2 separate regions of the Hordeum vulgare genome follow, and region 1 is linked to region 2. The links are chromatin contacts, called in public Hi-C maps. All regions are on one chromosome and are shown on one strand. Each heading gives the region's core, a stretch centred on a gene start, on an enhancer-like site or on the middle of the called end of the contact. The rest is flanking DNA. Distances are from core to core; before and after follow the strand shown.

Region 1 (6,811 bases), core at 154-2,653, 130 kb after region 2:
TGGAGAGCGGAAAGTTTCTCTTTCAGCAGTATACGTAGTACATGCTGTGCATCCGAGGCCGCGCGAGAAGAGAGGAAAGAAAAGAAGAAGATTGGGCGGCATGTGGTACAGTCTACAATGTACACACAGTGCACGGCGACACGCATTGTTTGGTCCCAAACAGGGTGCTGCACGTATCAAGAGCACGGCGACACGGCCTAGTTTTGCTACTAGCACGTACCAAGTCCAAGGGTCGGGTCCAGTGGGTATCTATCTATCTATCGGACTCGGAGTGACCCAAATGCAGGGGTGAGTGGGTGGATCCATTCAATTCAACTGCCCCCGCAGCTACTAAATCCGGCCGGCAACCCCACCCTCCCATCCCAGATTACACTCTCCGTTAACGCTAGATCAATCGGAAGCTTAATTGATTGCAAGTTGCAGCAAAGGAATCCATGGGTTGCTTACACGATCTGCTTGGGGTTCCAGAGGATGGAGTAGCTGTGGAAGTCGGCGGTGGGGTCGAACCACAGCGAGTGCCGCATCTCCCGCCCGCCCACGCCGCTGCGGTACACGTTCGTCTGGATGATGTACGGCTCGCCGGTGCGGTTGCCCAGGAACTCGAAGTCCAGCTCGTCGCGCTCCGGCGCAGCGTCAAGGTCCGAGCACATCTGATGATGATCAAACGCACTCCATTAACATGTTACTAGTTTGGTTTCCTCCCTTCCCTTCCATCGAGTTGGTTTAATCGGCCGGGCGCTGCTGCCGCCTGCCGGGCTGGGAAAAGGATACCGGATAGTAAGTACAGTAGTACGTACGTAGTAGGCGGTGACGACGCCGGCGGAGTCGTTTCCGACGAGCTTGAGCTTCATGCTGAACCACCCGAACAGGTACTTCTGCTTCGTCTGGAACCCGACGCCTGGAAGAAGCAAGCAAAGAGAAGCTCAGACAAGAGACGACGATCCTTTTACCTCTCCTATATGCATGCGTGCGTGCGCCAATCAATATACCCGTCTTGTTGTCGAGGGAGAGGTACCACGTCTGGCCGTCGGGGGAGGTCTTGACGTGGTCCTTGGCGCCGGTGATCTCGAAGTTGTCCCCGAACGACGGGCTCGCCGCCGCATCAGCGCCCTGGAGCTGGAAGCAGCAGCAAGAAGCCGCAATGGCGGCGCACGCCAGGAGAGCGCCGACGCACGGACGCCTCCAAGGTCCCATCGCTCCCCACCCCCAAGAGGAAACGAATACTGTACCGCCGACGACGAATGTGGGACGGGAAACGGCAAAGCCACACAGGGGCAGGCAGAGGGGAGGACTGTGGAGGAGCGTGCTAATGCTTTGGTCCGGGGCAAAGCACAAGGCACAGGACACAGCTTTCTTATAGGCTAGACCGAGACCAGAGGGTGCTTTCATAGTTTAAGCTGCCGTTCTAAAGCAAGTCCGGCACAAGCTGCATTTGTTGTTTGCTTTTTTGCCCGTCCTTGGTACTGTTTGGATACTCTAATTCGGTTAAAAATTAAAATTAGATTTTAGCCCTGAAGTAAAAAAAGTGTTTGGATGATATGGTTAGATTATCAATAAATACACTTTTTTCAATCATTTAACTTCTTTAATCAGGATTTGGTGTGGTCAATAAATGCATTTTTTTTCAATCATTTGATTCCTTTAACCAGGATTTGGTGTGACGAAGGTTGAAGAAAAAATAACTTTTTTTAAGCCCCACCTAATTCCAACTCAAATAATTACTATTTGGATCGGTTATTTTTTTAGGATTAAATGCATCTAACCAACTCTAATCTTATCGTTTGTATGTTTTTTAATCGGTCCAATCTAACGAATTCTAATTCTAAGCCAGGAACCAAAAGTACCTTGGTTGAAATCGCACCGTTGCGTTGCGGCCGCCTCTGATGATTATTTATTTATTTTTTACTTTACTTGTTTATCTGTCATCACTGGCTTTCTGCGTTTCAAACAGGATACGAGGACTACATTACTACTGCTGCCGCAGGGCAGTGGTAGTAGTATAATACTACCACTGCAGGGCACTGGTTGCCACAGACGAGACGAGCTTCAGATCTAGCAGGATCCAGCTGCACTCGTGGCCGTCACATGAACGTATCATCTTCATCTGGCCACCGGATTAATTGCGGCTACGCGAGGTCTTGAGCTGCGCTCTGCGGCTCTGCCTCCGTCGTGCCGAGTCATGGAACGGTGGAAGATTTGCGGTGGTAAAACGGAGGAAGACTTTGCCAACGGTGCGGTGATCAAACGATCGACAGGAAGTCTTAACACGCTGTGGATGAGGTTCATCGACCAATCTTTCAGGCCTGACACAAGCATGTGTGTCTCATGTTCATGTAACAGTGAGGTCTACAACTTTGGAGTGCATCTCGTCAGTTTGTGGTGATGGGAATCTTATCAAGGTTTTACGGGCGGCGTCAGGGGATAAAAAAGAAAAAGAACCGGGATCCCGGGGATGTGGTGAGACGGGGCCAAATCGAGCGGAAAGAGGGGGCCGGCAGCGCAACTGTAACCCGGGGTTTCAGGCACGGGACAAGCCGGTGTAGTACGTTGCACAAATACTAGTGTTGAATGTTTCACTGAACCATCATCGTACAGGACCTACGCTATCTTTTTTTCTCAAGAAAATGAAAAGAGGCTAGCTAGGACTGCGCCGGCTTTTAGTGCTAGGCTCGGTCTCCACCCGTTCTTTCATCTCAGGAGATGTTTTTTTGGCCTTCTCGGATTGCCCGGCAGAATTTTTGCATTAGGAAGGAGAAATTTTTCAGCCGTCCCTTCACCCAGGCCTGTATCAGCGGGATTTTTGCACTGGAGGGGAGAATTTTTGCACGCGTGTGTGTATCATCGGGAGCAGGCTGTGGTTTGACGACATTCGTATTGATCATATGTCTTAGCAGAGAGATTTAATTATTTGCCACTTTCGATACGGGGCTTCGCTAAATTGCCATTGTTAAGATTGATTTTGTAAAAATGCCACCCAGCTTATGCACACTTTGATTACCATGCCATTTCCCTTTTTTCCATTGTTTTTATTATTTTTTTCCATTTTCTAGCATTTGGAAGGACTAAACTACCCCTGCCCTTTCAACCTTATCCTTATGCGTGTGTGGATAGAAAATAAGTTGTGGCTTACTCTAAAGCTTGCTGGTCGCTGAAGCTTGCTCGCCGCTGCGCACCAGCTCACTGCTCACGCACGCCTCCGCGAACAACAAAGGCTCGCCGCCGCGCATCCCCCCGCGCTGTGGCGCAACTCGCTCTCGTCTTCCCCTCGCCTCCACGATCTACTGTACCTCGCCACCGGTCTGCGTCCATGGCTGCACGTGGCGCGGCTTGCCCTCGCCTTCCTGATTCTTTAATAATTTTTGTCATATGTTGTGTGAATACATCTTTCTTGTAGGCCCTTGCTGCAGGATACATCCTTCCAAACCCATGGAACCTCTTCACAAAATTCTTCATAAGATGGTAAAAGGATTCCCTTTGTTCAGCATCGGGAAACGCATTCTTCACCGCATTCTTCAATCCTTTGCAAGCATCTGTGCATACTGCAAGAAGTGGAGGATCTCCTATTGCGTTCTTAAGTTGATTCATAAACCAACTTCAATTGTCTTTCGTCTCAGATGCTATGAACCCGAAAGCAAGTGGATACATCCAATTGTGGCCATCAACTGCTGTAGCCGAGGCTAAATGGCCATTCCACCTTCCATTCAATGAAGTAGAATCTATACTCAGATGTGGCCTACATCCTTCCAAAAAACCATCAATGCATGGTTTAAGTGCACAAAAAACCGATGAAAGTACACATTACCATCTATTTCAAGTACTTCAATCTCCACTACACTTCCAGGTGATCTCTTGAGTACCCCAGCCTTCCATCTGTATAACATCTCAAAACTCTCTTCCCATTTACCATAAACCTCAGCGAGAGCCTTTTCTCTCCCCCTCCAAACCGTGTCATATGAAATTGTGACGGAGTGTTGTTCATGCAACTTTTTCTGTAATTCTTTAGTACACATATTGGGTGAATCCCTAAGGATACTCACAGCCTTGCTAGCTACCCAGTTCTGAGATGGCGTGATGGTCTTCACCCTCCTACTTGAAATACAATCATGATGATCAACTAAAACTGTGACATGCGCATATAGAATTTTAAAAGGAATGGAAATTATATTAGTAAAATAGGACACATACATACAAACATACATATTCTAAATAATAAATCGAGGTTACATAATTAGCCTGATTTCACCTTTATAGTACATTTATCATCTTGTAGGCTGCCAACAATTCTCCAAGGGCAATCTTCACTTGACTTGCAGAACCCTCTAAATCTCTTCTTATCTGACTTCTCCGTGCCTAGATCAAACTCCCCATTGATGGCAAATTGCCTTACTGCTAACCTGAATTCCTTTATTGATGGGTACATAGTGCCTAGGTCCATTGTTGGGTGGTCCTTGTCATATGTAATGACTACTTCATTTGGTATGGCATCGCTAGCAGGAATGTCAGCATCTTCATTATTTCTCCCGTGCTCAACCATTCTACGATGCTTTGGTTAAGTCTTACTTTTTTTCTCTTCCTCATCCTTTAAGCCCAAAATCTCACACAGTTGATCCTCACTCAGTAGTTCAATTCTACCTTCATCATCGTGTGTCTCTACTATTTGTAAGTTATCCCAGTGAACTTGTATGATATGTGGTGTTGGTTGTATAGTTGAAGAGGCCTTAACCAATAAATATGGATTATTAGTACTGTTGCGGAGTGCGACCTCCGAATCATGCATATTCCAAAAAAGTAGGAAAATATAAACACAAGACTGAGTTAGTGACCATATTTTTACAATGCATATATCTATCGCAATATAAATTATCATATGCAATACAAAAAAATTGTGTGATCATCCTGTAGTTCCTCACCATGATTTAGTACTTCCATTCTCAATAATCTGGTATATAATCCCTGAATTTTTTTATGTCAATGTGTATCATCAGGGAACATGCCAGGGATGAATACTGAGGAAAAGGTAAAACATAGTACCGTCCAACAAGATTGGGTTCCATGTCGCCACTGCGGTACAGGGCGACGGACATGCGGTGGCAAGGAGATCGGCAGCACGCGGCGACAAGGAGATTGGTGGCACGCGGTGGCAAGGAGATCGGCAGCATGCATCGGCAAGGAGATCGGCGACACACTGCAGCAGGGAAGTTGCTGGCAGCCTCACCACGTCCAGCGTTGAGATCTCTCCAGCATTTGATGGCAGCCTCACCGCGTCCAACGTTGAGATCTCTCCAGCGTGTGTTGATTTGATTTCTAAATACGTAGATAGCATCAAGGGCAGTTTGGTCCTTTCAGGTGACAGAAAAAGAAAAAGAAAAGTCCTGGAAAAAAAAAGAAATGGCATGGTAATCAAAGTGCACATGAATTGGATGACATTTTTACAAAGTCAATCTTGACAACGGAAATTTAGCGAAGCTACATGTTGAAAGTGGCAAATAGCCAATTTTCTCGTCTTAGCATATATAGAGTACATGGATAGAAATATATGCTAAGGCATACGATCAATGCAAATATTGTGAAACCACAACAACGACCAGACCTAGCATGTACACTGCTCAGACTATGCCTACCCACACGTAGCCTGTACACTAGTCAGATTATGATCAAACTATGCCGACATCATACACATGTCATACACGAGTCGGACTATGCCCAGACAAGCTTAGTGTGCGCACTAGTAAGCGCGGATGCGGCGAGCACAGCGACACGATGACGAGCAGGCAGGGATGCGACGAGCACAATGGCACGACGGCGAGCACAACGACACGACGGCGAGCACAACGACACGATGGCGAGCAGGCGCGGATGCTGTGAGCAAGGGAGCGTTGGCTGGGTTTGGGAGGGAGCGGAGGCTGACTGTGGGCCAAACGTAATGCAAAACCTTCTCCCTCCTCCCCCAAATGCCCTCTGGTAGGCTGGGTTTGGCCTGGGAGCGCTGGATTTAGTATTGGCTAAATCCTACGCAAAACAACGTTCCGGGGGCGTGGTTGGAACTTTTTTCTACCGTCGGTGCTAAAAAAGGTGTTTGGGGGCATCTTGGGGGGGGAGTGGAGATGATCTAAACAACGTTGATGCACCTCACGTGAGTGCATCCAACTTTTCTCGTGTATTAGAGTATCTAAGTCCGAACCTCACTAATCTCGTGGATATGCTCAACCTGGCTCTTCAGGGTGAAAACATTTAACCTTTGATGGTTGGATCTGACGACGGCGATGTAAAGCGTCGCTTCCATCATGAAGGCGTTGCTGTCGAAGAACCACATTGGCCATATGGCGTTATGAGATGGTTCGCGTGGATACAGTTGCCGACGTATTTTATTGATCACATATTTGTTTCATTTGATGTTTTTTCTCATTTAGGCATAGTTTTGGTCTTATATGACTTTGCTATTTGCCAACAAGTTTTTATGTGTGTGTATTGATGTTGACTGTGTGCATCATAGCTATGCAGAGGTCAAGTGTGTCCTCACTCTTTTTGTATCTACTTGATACTTCATTTGAGTCAATAAAATCCACCCTTTATCCAAAAAAATATCCATTCCATGAAGAGTGACCGGTCACCCTTTAAATATGCGCTTCCATAATCAAATGCATCATTCAAAAATTCTCAAATTCATAAAATCACATGCAACATTTGAAAGTTAACCTAGTTTAAATCTTCGTTAGCGTTAGTGGACCGAATCCTTATAGATCTCCTTCATGTACATGTCCACTAGCCATGAAACCCAAGAAGTAAAGGTTCAGTCGTGAGTGATGAAGAA
Region 2 (6,649 bases), core at 2,335-4,834:
CCTGGTTCCCCAAACTGTGTACCTATTTCACAAGTTACATAGTATAGAACACTTCCTGATTTCTGTCAAGGGAGGAAGAAGAGAATGGTCGGTTAAGACAGTATTAACATATTGGACGGACAACAAAGTGATATAGATACTTAGTTACATAAAATCACACAATGGGGTGCTGGTCTAGGTTGTCTCTTATTACATCTAGGCGGCAATCTTGTTGTGACAAGCATGCGACAGACATCACTTGGTCATAAACTAAGTGAAGGGGCACCTCCTGACCATCGGGCCCCGCCGGCCCAACTCATGCCAGTTCTTGATGATTAGGCTTAGTAAACCTCATCTTCACCATTGCCCATGCCTCCCTGGCACCTTCATCGCACGTCGATGTTTTCCACAATTCAAATCGGCATCGAGCTCCTTTAAAGCGCTCATCCAGTTCTGATATCCTTCCCGGAGGCCCCTCGGCTAACCATAATGCCTTCAGCATGCTTTTCATCGCTTTTCACCCAACGTTCATAAGCTATGGAAAATTCCTTTAGAAGGTCAACACTAAATGAACTGGCTTCTTCCTCAGGCCGCCTAGTCAGGAGTGATATAACGAGGAATGGAATTTCTGTTAATATCAGAACTTGTATTTGTATATTTACAAAGTTTGACATATTACTTACTGAACATTCCACCCTTCATTCTCTTGTTCTCTTCGGTAGCTTGTGCCAGTTGAGTGTTTAAACTCTAAATTTGGCTTATATGTTCTTGTTTTTCCGTCTTAAGCTTTTTATTTTCATCAACACTTCGGAATAACGAGTTATAGCTCGCCTTTGTGAGTCTTTGGCTGCTTCGAGATCTTTTTGCAATTGACCTATAGATTCATCTGCTACAAAATATACTTTCATTTAAGAAGGACAATAGGACAATTACGGACATGAGTTAAAAATAAGAATTCTCACCATGTGCTTGTCTCGTGAAACTCTTCACTTGTTCTAGTTTGGCTTCCGCAACCTCTAGTTGTGTTCGGTACGTCCCAATCTCCTGGGACAACTCCTTATTCTTGTCCCTCGTAGCCAAACAAGCATGCTGACAGTTGTGGTTAACCCTCAGATCGACCATACTACCCAATCGAAGATCGGGGGCTGGTGGCTTGGGATTTGTACACAATGGCAAAAAATTGAATACATACCTTAAGGCTTGTTGACATACAGCTGGCTACTCCTTCAAGTCCTGCTCGGGCAGCTCCGAGGTGCACGTCTACCGAACTCAAGGCTCCAAACTCGTGTTCGGAAAATTTAGGATGGCAGATCCGAGTCAGACAAATACCCTTGCACCTCAATCTCGTGCAGACGGAGGCGCGAGACTGAGCAACTAGCCCAATCTCCTGGAAGAGAGCCATGAGGGCGTGAGGATGAGACTGGAGCAGTCGCCATGTCTTCGTTTCTCTGGTGTTCTTCTCAATGTGTTGAAGGGAATGGGGAGCGTTGCTGGGGGGCACGCGCAGGTTATATGATAAGGAACTTCTCTTTTTTTCTTTGGGATGGAACCACCTATTTTCATTGGCGCGCAGGAATCGAGGAGGTGGTTAACCCTGCGGGAAGAAAATATTAATTTTTGTGGGTTCAGCGGTGTTTCATGTGTCGAAGATAAAAAACAATGTGGAATAGGATCAGCCAAATATAAGGTGAAACTTGCCCCGCAAGCCGAAGATCGCAGAAACGTGAAGATGGTGGGCCTAGACTACGACATTGGAGGCTAGTTCGGGGGCTACTAAGGGAGTCCGGGACTAAGGGGTCCTCGTGCCGCCTATCTATGGGTCGGACTCCCGGGCCTGTTCGGTCATCATTAGAAGTATGAGAATCAAGATGGACTCTTTCGAAGACTTGGCGTACGATCCAAGGCAACATAGTAATCGGCATATTCCTTCCCTATTGTAACCGACTTTGTATAACCCTAGCACCCCTGGTATCTATATAAACCAAGGGTCATAGTTCGTAGGACACATTAAGCTCATCATGATTAGGGTTTAGACAACAACATCTGATCTCGAGGTAGATCAACTATGTACTTTGTACTACTTCATCAATACAACAAGAGCAGGGCATAGGGTATTACCTCCATCACGAGGGTCCGAACCTGGGTAAAACATCATCTCCTTCGTCTCATATTACCCATCGACCCAAGGTCCGTAGTTCAGACCCCCTACTCGAGATCAGACAGCTTTGACACCGACAACGGTCACCACTCCACCTATCTATCTCTCACTCTTCCTCCAACCCATCGACATGAACTCCGGTAGCAAGTCGAACCCCAACCCCATCTTCAACCCTTTTCCCCTGGGGCATTGGATGGAGGGCATTCTTTCTAGGGTGCTCACTCGGTAACCGTACCAAGTTTGAGAACAACATGGAAGTGTGCTCAAACTTCAGTAGCATGGAAGAGCTGCACAAAGAGTCAGACGTTGTGATGAAGAAGGACACGTCGGAGGAGTTGAAGACATTGATTCCTGACCCAGGGAAGGGCGCTATGTGAGTCGACAAACTTCTTTGGGCCATGAATTAGGCCGACTCCGGCGACGTTGGACAGAGGGCAAAGTGGGCCAAGTAAAGATAGTACCGGCGTCCTCATGATCATCGTGCGACAGTGTACTTCACCACAAACACTATGGTGGTGCCATTGGAGGAGGATCATGAACCGATGGTATGAAGGTGGAAGAAGATGCTGTGGCCATGATTGTGAGGGTGCGGAACGAGGGCACCGAAGCATGCCCATCGAGCTGGACTCCGATGAGGAAGAAGAGACGAAGAAGACCAAGACCAAGGCCAAGGCCACCCGCCGCTCCAATCGCCTCTGGGGTCCCCGAGGATAAGATCTGTGCGTACCGTGTAAGATGAACCCTAATCGCATCCCTATTGTACTCAATACGGATCGGGAACTTCATATTTACCGCTAGCCATGACGATGCTATGATACCCCGATTCCCCGTTCCCTAACGCGGATCGAAACTAAACCCGAATCGAATGCAAAGTAGTAGGTGCGGAGGGGAAAAATTGCTTACCGCCATTGCCGAAGTGTTGCATCACGGATGCCGGTGAAGGTGACCGGAGGTCGACTTGCTGTTCTCCGATCTGCTGCACACTGCCTTCGCCGTAGGTGAGTGGAGAGAGGGAAGAGTAGAGTGGGGAGAGAGATCGATGAGCGTAATAACTGCCATCGCTTCGGGAAGCAACGTAGCTTCTCGGGTGGCTCCTCGCGTGTAACCCTCACCGTCCATGTGGCTCGATAGGGCCTCGCTTGCGAAAAACTGCCGATTCGAACAATGCCTCATGAGACAGACCCAAAACTGCTTTAAAGTTCATGTGATGTAAATTTAATAATATATGCTCACAATCAATCAATCTGTTTTCTTCTCGCAGGGTCCAAGTTCTGATTAGACCCTACAAAACAAACAAGCCCTTGAAAGCAAGCAACAACGACGGTGTACCCTGTTTTAGAAGAACCCGTTTCCCTCGTGCTCCATTCCCGACTTCGGCACACGAACACCGACAAAGTGGCTGCCACAAAGTAACTAACCCGAATAATAATATTCAGCCAACTGACGGTGGAGAAGGGCAGGCTTTGCGGCCTAAAGAGGGGAGAGAGAGGAGAGGAAAAGGGGGGCAAGGCAAGGAACCCAGAGGCGTCCTCCTCCGCCCGTCTATAAATTCCTCTCCTTCCCTCGTCTTTATATAGGAGGCATCAAACCCAAAGAGGAGGAAGAACACCAAGGACTCACTACCAGGCGCCTCTCCGCGATCCAAATCTTCCCGGGAGAAGTTCTTGGCTGATCTCTTCCTCCTCTACCGCCTCCGAGGGTATGCCCCCTGCACCGTGGTTCTTGCTTCATCTCTATGGCCTGTTGTTGATCTGCGGTTAGTTCTGTATAATCAGGATCCCCTTCTGTGGTGAGGATCTGTATGGTTATAGATTGATCTTGACTTGCGATCCTGTTATGCTCTTCCGTGCTTCTTTCTTAGGCCGTTTAGGGATTCATTTAGGGTCGAGCCGGGTAGGTATTCTTGGATCTTGTTCTCTTTCGACACCTATTCATAAGGTCGTGTGTTCTTATATATACTGTACAATCGCGTATTGATTGTGATATCTATGATGTTTTTCTAAAGAAGATTAGAGATTCCAATCCTGATGCTATTTTTCTGCACAAACATAGCATGATTAGCTCAATACAGGTATTTTCATTTCGTAGAAACATCTTTTTGAGCAAAGGGTATAAATTTGTCAGGACAACTAAATTATGTTAAGACCAGCACTGCACATGCCTGTACATATTAAGACATGCTATTTGTGATTTTGAACTTGGAAGAAACCTTTTTTTAGGAAAAACTCGCAGTATGTACTACCTAAGAAAATCTGAAGGAAACAACGATCATAAAGGATGATAAAATTCACATATATAAGAAAACTGTAAATAATGGTAGAAGACATCAAAGCTCGCCGCACGAATCGTGCAGGTTGCTCGACTAGTTTTGGAAAATTGTTCAGTAATCATTTAGGTCCAATAAGAACAGTGCTGATTGCTTGTGGTGTAAGGCATCAGTTTGGCTTTGACTGTTGTTCCTTGGTTTCTGTATAGAAATACCTCACTGATTCGATGATTTTATCTTTCTTTAATTTAATTTAACTGTGCAAAATAAGTACCTCTGATGCAAATTATTTTGTCAGTGGTCAAAGCCATGGACTGCTTGCTTGTACAAATGAGAAATTATGAGGCTGTCATTCACCTCTCTGTACCGCATGCCCTAATGATTCATTTTCTTACTGTGTACAGTTCTTGGTGTAGCTTTTGCCACTCTCACCAGGAGTTTTCATGTCTGATCTCGACGTTCAGATCCCAACTGCCTTTGGTATGCCTGTCGTTTTCCATCCCAAGTATACTTGAAATTGCTTGCATTGTTTGGAGTGTCTTGCTTAATTGTTTTGCTGCTACATACAGACCCCTTTGCCGAGGCGAATGCTGGGGACGCTGGTGCAGCTGCCGGATCAAAGGACTACGTGCATGTACGCATCCAGCAGCGTAATGGTCGCAAGAGCCTGACCACTGTCCAGGGTCTGAAGAAGGAGTTCAGCTACAGCAAGATCCTCAAAGACCTCAAGAAAGAGTTTTGCTGCAATGGTACAGTTGTCCAGGACACAGAACTTGGACAGGTGTGTTGAAACAACGAGCAAACTAACTCGTTATCCCTTACCATGTCCATTTTTTTCACAATTTTCTTGTGCAAGCCAGTTATCTTGATCATTGCTGTTGTTTTCCGCTTTAGGTCATTCAACTCCAGGGTGATCAGAGGAAGAACGTCTCAAACTTCCTTGTCCAGGTAAACACTTTTCTCCTTGTCTTACGCTCGGTACAGCTGCAGTTGACAAACATGGATGAAGATGTCTAATATAATGTGTCGACGCAGGCGGGCATTGTGAAGAAGGAACACATCAAGATTCATGGTTTCTGAGCAACTGCCAGCTCCTTATCAGAGTCTGCATGCAAAGCAGCTAATATATATTGGTGGTGCAGTATATTTAGTTGTGTGCTAGCGCTAGCAGGCGCCACGCTTGCGCCTTCTGAGTATACACAAAGTCTAGCATAGCCACCTCTCTGCGTGCGTATATGCTTACTACCGTTGTGTTGAAGCTTTGTAAGGAGCACCGTATATGCTTACTACCGTTGTGTTGAAGCTTTGTAAGGAGCACCATCGTTAGATGGCTTGTTACCCTCTCCCATCAAGGTTGAATAATAATATATGCTTTCTGAAGCGTGATATCCTTCGTGTCCTCCATTTCAGTTGCACTTTCCGTTTGGTTTTTGACATGTTATTTTGATAGGGTTTTCAGTGGTGATGATGTGCTTTTGGCATGTGCATTGCTCTACTACTGTTCTAAAACGATGACAGTCAGAGTGATTGTTCTCTCTCGTTCGACATTCAAGCCGGTGTCGATGCATCTTAGTCTTGAACTGTATCTGCTTGATGACTGAATTAAGCTGCCTGCCTGACATGCACCAATTATTCTGGGCCCAGCTGCACTTGGTTCTTCAGATAGCAGCCATGGGGTCTACTGAATACTGTAGGCTCATTCATGGCAATTTACTACCGCAGCTGAAACAAGTGCCTGCTGCTGCTGCGAATGGCTTGGATCTCATTACTGTTTGACTGCTGCTGCGAATGGCTTGGATCTCATTACTGTTTGAGGGTACGGTTTAGCTTTATCCTGCACGCTGTGCAGCTCTCAAAATAGTTCCGCCAGTGCATCGATAAACTTCTTGGCAGGACTGTTCATCAACAACTTTATCAATAGTAACGCCACCGCCAACTCTTCTAGCACTGTTACCCTACTTTGTGCTCAGTCAAGAAATAGCGGGAAAATTTTATGTTTTGACCTAAACTCGAAAGAAAATCTAGATTTAACCTCTGTTTGAAAAAAAATCAAATCTAACGTCTTTACGTGACGCCAATGTTCCTGGCGTCTGGGTTGCATGGAAGACGACAGAGACCATGACGTTTAGCCTTTCTGACCACACACCCCAGACGTCATGGTCTTCCGTGCAACCCAGACATCACGTAAAGAGGTTATATTTGATTTTTTTTCAAATAAAGGTTAAATCTGGGTTTTCTTTGTCCAA

The links. A called contact is a pair of places that touch in the nucleus more often than the background predicts.
Region 1: a Hi-C map of leaf shows a contact between it and region 2, with 4 times the contacts expected there. The contact joins the promoter of LOC123429918 here to the promoter of LOC123425842 in region 2. A contact is called at or near these places in 1 of 6 Hi-C or Micro-C datasets (leaf) and 1 of 1 datasets of contacts at active chromatin or transcription factors (embryo).

What each region holds. Positions count from the first base shown.
Region 1 is chr2H:202,241,488-202,248,298 of MorexV3_pseudomolecules_assembly, forward strand. LOC123429918 (probable xyloglucan endotransglucosylase/hydrolase protein 8) reads right to left here and starts at 1,404. Exons shown (of 4, transcript XM_045113887.1): 1 at 990-1,404; 2 at 798-898; 3 at 448-650. The coding sequence starts at 1,389.
Region 2 is chr2H:202,107,486-202,114,134 of MorexV3_pseudomolecules_assembly, forward strand. LOC123425842 (protein translation factor SUI1 homolog) reads left to right here and starts at 3,585. Exons shown (of 5, transcript XM_045109586.1): 1 at 3,585-3,836; 2 at 4,808-4,883; 3 at 4,973-5,184; 4 at 5,298-5,351; 5 at 5,439-5,789. The coding sequence starts at 4,847. The coding sequence ends at 5,483.